Linked DNA regions of Sus scrofa: region 2 is linked to region 1. Evidence: chromatin contacts called from public HiChIP or PLAC-seq data. All regions are on one chromosome and are shown on one strand. Each heading gives the region's core, a stretch centred on a gene start, on an enhancer-like site or on the middle of the called end of the contact. The rest is flanking DNA. Distances are from core to core; before and after follow the strand shown.

Region 1 (3,885 bases), core at 887-3,386:
ATCTGCTAAGAAAGAAGAAAACAAACACATTTGTTTATTCTGAACTTCATCCAGAGAGTATTAAAAATGACCTTAAAGTGTGCTAATAAAGGTACAAAGTCAAAGGGCAGAAACACTGCAGGTGTAATCAACAAATGAACAACAAAATTTTGATTCTCGTTTTAGAACCAGCTCTAAAATTTTACACTTTAGTTTGGATAATAAAAGTGTTGTTCATTTAAATCATGAGTAAAAGACCAAAAATGGATTTAGATACCTGAGAATTGAGAATTTGATGTTTTTAGACAAATTATTTAACCTGTAAAAGCCTCCATTTCTACCTGAGTATAGAGTAACAACTACATCAAAGAATGGCTACAAAGATTAATAATATTATGTATAAAGCTTACAACCAGCTAATAGTATGCATTCAATAAATGGTACTATCGTTATAGTTGATCACAAAAGATTATTAAATTCAAGTATTCCTAACCTGGGGTCTGCAGATTCTTGGTCCATGGCTAAAACTGCGGGGGGTGGGAGGGGAAGGGATTCCTAAAATTGGATGGGAAAAAAGACTACCTACATTTTCACTAATCTCTCGCCAAAATCTAGCTTTTTTTTCCATTATGAATGCTGTTAACATCCCAGAATTATCTGAAGGATGTTCAACTTGGCACCAATAGAAGCTACAGATATTTTTATATTACACTTCTGATGCTACAGACATCTCAAAGTATCTTTTCCTTGGCACCTTTTTGAAATTCCAGCTGTTGTTAGACCTGCTATTAGATCTTGTTAATTAATGCATTAGTAAAGAAGTAATACTATGTTATCAATGTACTGTTTTTAACTTTAATGTAATAGGTTTCCTTTGTAATCCTACATGTTTTATTTCTTAAAGCATGATTCTGAGGGGTCTATAAACTTTCACAAGTCTGCCATGGCACAAACAAGGTTAAGAATCCCTAACTTTTTAGTCCATATTTGCTTTCAGAAAATCAACCAAGTTTGACAATTGACCACCTGCCTGGGTGAGCCTATTCTCATGGCCTCAGGTTTGTTTTTCTGTGTATAGTTTGTTAGGGAGATATTACAGTTCTGGTACCTATCAGTTAACCTTCCTGTTCTGTGTTCAAGTTGTCAAGCTGGTTTTCTGGTATGTTCCATGGAGCTCGGGGATATACTTGGGCCCCCACTGAAGCTAGGCAGTGGTTCTTAACTGCGGTCCCAGACCAGTAGCATGAGCATCGCCTGGCAGCTTGCTGGATTTGCAAATTCTAGGGTCATGCCCCAGACGTCCTGAAACAAGCCCTGGGGAAATGCCCACTGGAGTTTGAGAATCACCGCGCTAGGCAATCTGAGGGCGGTCCAATCCTGAGCGAGAGACTCTCATATCGACTTTTCAGAGGGACTTACAGAGCTCCTGCAACCGAGCGAGGCAGGAGGTGGGGAGGTAGGGGAGGTGCTGAGGGGCTGCCATCGAATCGAAAGCCGGGGCTACGAGCCTTGTTTTGGTCCTCTAACCCAGATTTTACTTACATTACACGGGGCCTCGAGGGTGACTGATGATCATCGCCCCCCTCAGCACCAAACCCTCTGCGCAGGCACTGTACGGCCAAAGAAGGGGACTCAAGGGAGAACCTGCGAGCGCCCCACGAAAACTGCTCTAGACCTGCAGGTTCGGGCCAGTTGGGTCTGCAGCCCGCTGGACCTCTCCCAGCCCCACCGCCTGGAGCTGGGGAGCGCACTCCCTGCTGGGAATTGAGGTCCCGTAAGCCTGCTCGCCCCGAGCTTTCCGGGGTCTCTCGCGTTATGAAAACTACAAGTCCCAGAGCGTCTGGCGCGGGAGGGTCACGTGTGGGGCGGCGGGCGCGGCTAAATAGTGTCCGTCCGCCATTTTGTGGGAGAAGCCGCAGCGCCGCCTCTTCTCTCGCGTTCTCGCATCCGTCGCCGCCGCCTCTTCCTCCGCCTCCTACTTCGCCTCTTCCTGCCTCCTCCCGGCTTCCGCCGCCGCCGCTCCAGCCGCATCCCTACCTCGGGGCGAAGCGTCTCCTTATTTATTTCCGTTTTCTCGCCACTCCAGCCTCCTGACACGGTGATCCGGGCGGGCCCCGCAGGAATTTTATCCCTTCACCGGCCTCACACTAGTATCGCATGTCCACTATCCAGAACCTCCAATCTTTCGGTAAGATCGGGCCCCTCACATTCCCCGCGCGCCTCTCGGCCAGCCGGCCGCCCCTGCCTGTCCCCACCAGGGCCGCTTGCCGGCCCCCCTGGCCCAGAGGGCCCCCAACTGCCCTCCCCGCACCCCGAGTGGGGCTTTGTCTCGGCGCCCGAAAGATGGCGACGGGCCCCTGGCGACCCCCTCCCGGAGGACGGCCCCGGACCCCGTCCCCGAGCCCCGGCCTCGGGCCCCGTGCCGCCCTCTGGCCTGCCCCTAGATTTGTCTGCTCCTCGCTTCTGCCCTCTGCCACCTCTTCAACCCCGATCCGCCTGCAGATCTGCCCCTGCTGCTCTCCGGGGGGAGGCTGGCCCGGAGCTGGGGGATCGGCGCCCATTAGCGGTCGGGACTGTTTGCGAGCGACTCTCGGGGGCGTTTAGTAACAGACGCGGATCAGGCCGCTCATCTGTCACAGGGCAGTGGCCCAGTCTTCTCCGCTCCCGTAGTAATTTGTAAAATTACTCTTGATTGCTGTATATATATCTTTCTTACTTTTTTCGAGGCAGAGTTACGGTTAAATGATTGGAGTGGCATCTGTGAATGTTTCTGTTGTCATCAGAATAGTCGAGATGACGCACATTTTTATAGTGGTTATAAAACTATAAAATCTCTTTTCTCTCATTAGAGGATTTTATTCAACAATAACATTATCTACCTGTAACAACGTTTTTCTGTTCGGGTATCAGTGGACATACGTGTTTAAAATCTCTTTGTGAGAGTACCTTGGAGATTTTATTAATTTTTACCCTTACCACCCCCCCCCATCCTCACCTGCAGAAAAAAAAGCAGAGGCACCAGAACCTTCTTCGCAGAGTGCCTAGATGGTAGCGTACCACCTCTCTGGAGATTACTAACTAAAAGATATTTTCCTGCTTTGGATTTTTTTGTATCCTTTTGCAGACCCCTTTGCTGATGCAACTAAGGGTGACGACTTACTCCCGGCAGGGACTGAGGATTACATTCATATAAGAATCCAGCAACGGAACGGCAGGAAGACACTGACTACTGTTCAGGGCATTGCAGATGATTATGACAAAAAGAAACTTGTGAAAGCTTTCAAAAAGGTAAAGGTGTTAGGAGGAAGAGACTAAAATGTAGTTATTGATGCACACCTCTAAATAGGATTACGTTTCACACGTATACTTGACTGTCAATGTGGGTGAAAATGATTAGATCCAAGAAAACTGTTCATGCTCCTAATTAACATTCAGATCTATGGTCTTTCATCTTAAAATAAGATTTACATGGCTCTCAAGCAAAATAAAATAAAAAATGCTTAGTTTCCATGTTCCCAGTAAAAATCATTTTCTCTGTGACCTGCTGATTCATTTTCAAATTAATTCAGGGGTTATAGGAGACAAATGCTGTTTCTTAAATGTAATCAAGTTTACTGAAATAGCTAATTTTAGTCTTAGGGTACAAATAAAATCTCATTGTATTTGACTCAGTTATGTTGAACCTACTTCTCCAGAAATTTGCCTGTAATGGTACTGTGATTGAACATCCTGAATACGGAGAGGTTATTCAGCTTCAAGGTGACCAAAGAAAAAACATTTGCCAGTTTCTCTTGGAGGTGAGTGATTGGGTGCTTTATGTATAACTGAGGTTGTATTGTATTTAAAGGCAATGTGAATTATTACGTCCTTAGTAAAAAATCATGTGAATGAAGCAAATCAGTTACT
Region 2 (3,885 bases), core at 532-3,031, 120 kb after region 1:
AAAACCCCCAAAAAACAAGACTGTATTTTATTTTAACTTATTGCATTAGGCACATTTATCATATTAAATGACTTCAATTAATATCTAAAAGGGTGAGATGCATTAATAATTATGAATAGTGATCATAATAGACACATAACTAAAGTAACCAATAAACACAATCCTAAGAACAAAATAGGTGGGCTCTTGGAGTTCCTGCTGTGGTGTAGTGGGTTGAGGATCCAGTGCTGCTACAGCTGCAGCATAGATTGCAGCTATGGCTCAGATTCAATCCCTGGCTCAGGAACTTCCATATTAAATGCAGCCAAAAAAAGGGGAAAAAAAAAAAGTCAGGACAGTTGGGCTCTGAACTTCCTCAAAGTTTCCTTCTTTTGCTTTATTTAATCAATTAAACAATTTACAATTATTACCATACTTAAGTATTTCATGGTGAGTCAGTTGGTAGTATTAAAAGTAAGCTATTCAAAGAAGGAAGAAAAGAGATGAGGTTGCCAGGAATGGAAGATTATAAATCAGGTCCTAATTTTAGATATTCTCTGCTTTTGGTTCTGATTCCACCCTCACAGATATACAGAGCAGAACCAAAAATGGGAGAAAACATTTTAAGCAATCTTTTTTTTTTTTTCTTCCAGTCTATTCACCCTTAATTAGAGAATCACTGAACTAGACCCAGTACTACTAGGTATAAAATAAACTACAAAGGTACTTACTACAACAACTTTTTTACTTAAAAATTTTTTGGCCAGTCAGGAGGCAGGAGGAAGTTTCCCTGTCAGGGATCAAACCGTGCCACAGTAGTGACAAACCAGACACTGGCCACCTGGAAACTCCCGTATAAGCCTATATTTTTATTTATTTATTTAAATTTTTTTATTTTTATTTTTTATCTTTTTATGGCCCCACCCACAGCATATGGAGGTTCCCTGACTAGGGGTCGAATGGGAGCTACAGCTGCTGGCCTATGCCACAGCCACTCTGGATCTGAGCCACCTGCGCAACCTATACCACAGCTCACAGCAACGCCAGATCCTTAACCCACTGATCAAGGCTAGGGATCAAACCTGCATCCTCATGGATCCTAGTCAGGTTCGTTAACCGCTGAGCCAGGAAGGGAACTCCTCAAACATTATACCAACTATATAAAACAATGTCATTGTTTTTAGGATACAGCACAATTAGAATAAATCTTTCTTTATCTCACAATTAGAGATAAAGAAATATCGTGTGTACAGTTTCCTTTCAAATGTTCAGAAAAGAATGATAAAGCAACTTTAGTGTTACATTTGGAGAGGGTAAGAAATGTTTTGGGAATTGTGCTAGTTTCGCAACTTTTCCGTAGATCTGAATTATTTTAAAACGGAAAGTTAATAAAATTACGGGGGTCACTTAGAAAAAACTACTACTAACTAGGCCATTAGTAATAGACAAAAATCGGGAGAGTACTGAGTAGTGGAAGGAAAGAGAAAAACGTTAAAAGAGGAGGTTGAAAGGATGCAGAGTCACAATGGGAAGCATATCTTCTGTATTCTTCTTTACCCTGAAGTTCTAGAAGACGACTTTCCTGTAGATCTTCTGTGGTACCAACTGAGGCAATCCTACCCCTCACGTTTGCAAAAGACCGGGTCGGCTCTGCTGAGCTCCGCCACGTTTTCCCAGTGACCCTGCGTGTGCGTACGTGCGTACGTTCCGACCAATCGGTGCACACATCGGCGTCTTGTTCACCGTAGGGGCGGGGCGGCCTGCTACACATGCGCACGGTCGGGCAGGCCTTCTTCCTTCTCGCCGAACGCCGCCAACATGGTGAGTATCGCTGGCGCGGGCTCCGGGTCTGCTGGTCATACAGCCTCAGCCCCGCCTGGGCTGGGAAGCGGAGGCGCGGAACGGTGCCTTGCGGGTTTTAGGTAGCGAGCGGTGAGGGTCCCAGGGCGGACGGAACTCGCAGTTTGGAAGCTTTCCGGGTGTGCGACCGACGAGCGCGTGGAGGGCCCGGCAGGCCCTGCGCCTTTTGGGACACGCGTGCGCTCTTCGGCCGACTGAGCTGGACCTCTGGGGCGGCTGGGATCCTGGCTAGGGCAGGCATTTGGGCCTTGCAGACCCCATAGACCTGGCTTTTGCCGTCACTCCTGCGGATTTTGTCCATCCAGGACTACCGTAGCGTTTGGGTGTGTTCCCCCTCACCATTCTTTCTCGCGGTTCTTAGCCATGTTGCCTTTCAAAGCGGTAAAGCTTTGCAAACCAGAGAGTATTTTTAGTCGATCTGCTGTTCCTTTTCCCACTTCTCAATTTTAGGTGTTCAGGCGCTTCGTGGAGGTTGGCCGAGTGGCCTACGTCTCCTTTGGACCTCATGCCGGCAAGCTGGTCGCAATTGTAGATGTTATTGATCAGAACAGGGTAAGTGTAAAGAAAAGTGTCGCGACTTCATATGGCAATGGATGGTATGCAGTGTAGATTATAATGGTAATTGTCCCAATAGCCCACTGAGGTAGGAATATTACGGGTGGTAATTGCGTTTTATAAAAAAGGAAACAATGCAAATAGGGGTTAGGAGCACATACTGGAATTGGCAAGTACTAAGGCATTTTGAGTATTATTTCTGCTCCTTAAACCAGCCAGAGTTTTTAACTAATTATATGCTAAAACATTGGTGATGCTTAAATTAGTTGTTATATGTAATGCGAGTTTAGAACAAAGTTAAGCACATAGGAAGAGCTTTGTTTGCTGTTGTCAGTATTTGAGAATCATATATTAAGGGATTGACCAGAAGCTGAATGATCATGGAGTTGCTGGGAACGTGCAAGGATTAAAAACTTAAAATTGTATGTAGGGTTATATGCTGTACTACAATTGCTGATAGTTTTATTTATTTGTGAAAAGCACTTAAATAGTAAGGATGTGATGATTCTGAAAGGATTAGTGATACACAAAATGTTTGCATTTTGAATGCTGGTAACAGTTTTACACTGATGTCCTTGGTCTTATGTATTTTTAGGCTTTAGTGGATGGACCTTGCACTCAAGTAAGGAGACAGGCTATGCCTTTCAAATGCATGCAGCTCACCGACTTCATCCTCAAGTTCCCACACAGGTAACTGTCCACCAACCATCACCCCTACCCTTGTTTAATTAATACTAGTAAAAGTTTGCTTGGCTTAATCCAAAGAAATGTTTTTGCTGTTTTGTTGTTTTTCTCTTGAGAATATATTTAGCAGTGTGAGAGAAAAATTTAGAGGAGAGATTTACAGTGTAGATGTAGACAGGCATTTTTAAAATGTCCTGTGATCTGGTAGTTCAGTGGCTCTTCTTTTATCCAGATTTCCCATCCTTTTTCTTTGTCTCCCTTTTAGGATTTACACCACAAAGAACTCCCCACAGAATTCTGGTTTCATGACATATTTTGTTCAATTCAGCTTCAAAACAAAATACTAATATTTGTCTCTTCAAGTGCAATCATCAGTCGAGTTCTTTAGTATGTGCCAGTTGTTAAATATTTAAAATGTTTAAGGTCTTCCCTTCTTGGCACAGTGGAAACAAATCCCACCACGAACCATGAGGTTGTGGATTCAATCCCTGGCCTCCTTGGTGGGTTAAGGATCCAGTGTTGCTGTGAGCTGTGGTGTAGGTCACAGACTTGACTCGGATCTGAGGTTTCTGTGGCTGTGGTGTAGGCCGGCAGCTGTAGTTACAATTGGACCCTTAGCCTGGGACCTCCGTGTTGTGGGTGCGGCCCTCAAAGGGGGGGGGGGGGGCAAAAAAATAAAATATTTAATACATTATCTTCTTATAACAGCCACTAAAGAGGTTATATTCCCAGTTACTTACTAGGAATTTAGACAGTAGTAGCATTTCATGATGTCTCAACACAGATCTTTTTTTTTCCCCCCTTGGT

Evidence for each region. HiChIP or PLAC-seq counts read pairs in DNA pulled down with a chosen protein or histone mark.
Region 2: an H3K27ac HiChIP or PLAC-seq map of alveolar macrophages shows a contact between it and region 1. The contact joins the promoter of RPL14 here to the promoter of EIF1B in region 1. A contact is called at or near these places in 1 of 5 promoter capture datasets (liver), 1 of 47 Hi-C or Micro-C datasets (liver) and 2 of 2 datasets of contacts at active chromatin or transcription factors (alveolar macrophages and skeletal muscle).

Annotation. Positions count from the first base shown.
Region 1 is chr13:24,573,047-24,576,931 of Sscrofa11.1, forward strand. It overlaps EIF1B (eukaryotic translation initiation factor 1B), which reads left to right and starts at 2,137. Exons shown (of 4, transcript NM_001001635.1): 1 at 2,137-2,167; 2 at 3,104-3,267; 3 at 3,675-3,776. The coding sequence starts at 2,137. All of the region lies in intron 2 of LOC110256427 (a long non-coding RNA gene), which reads right to left.
Region 2 is chr13:24,693,428-24,697,312 of Sscrofa11.1, forward strand. RPL14 (ribosomal protein L14) reads left to right here and starts at 1,782. Exons shown (of 6, transcript NM_001097478.1): 1 at 1,782-1,800; 2 at 2,290-2,391; 3 at 2,990-3,084. The coding sequence starts at 1,798.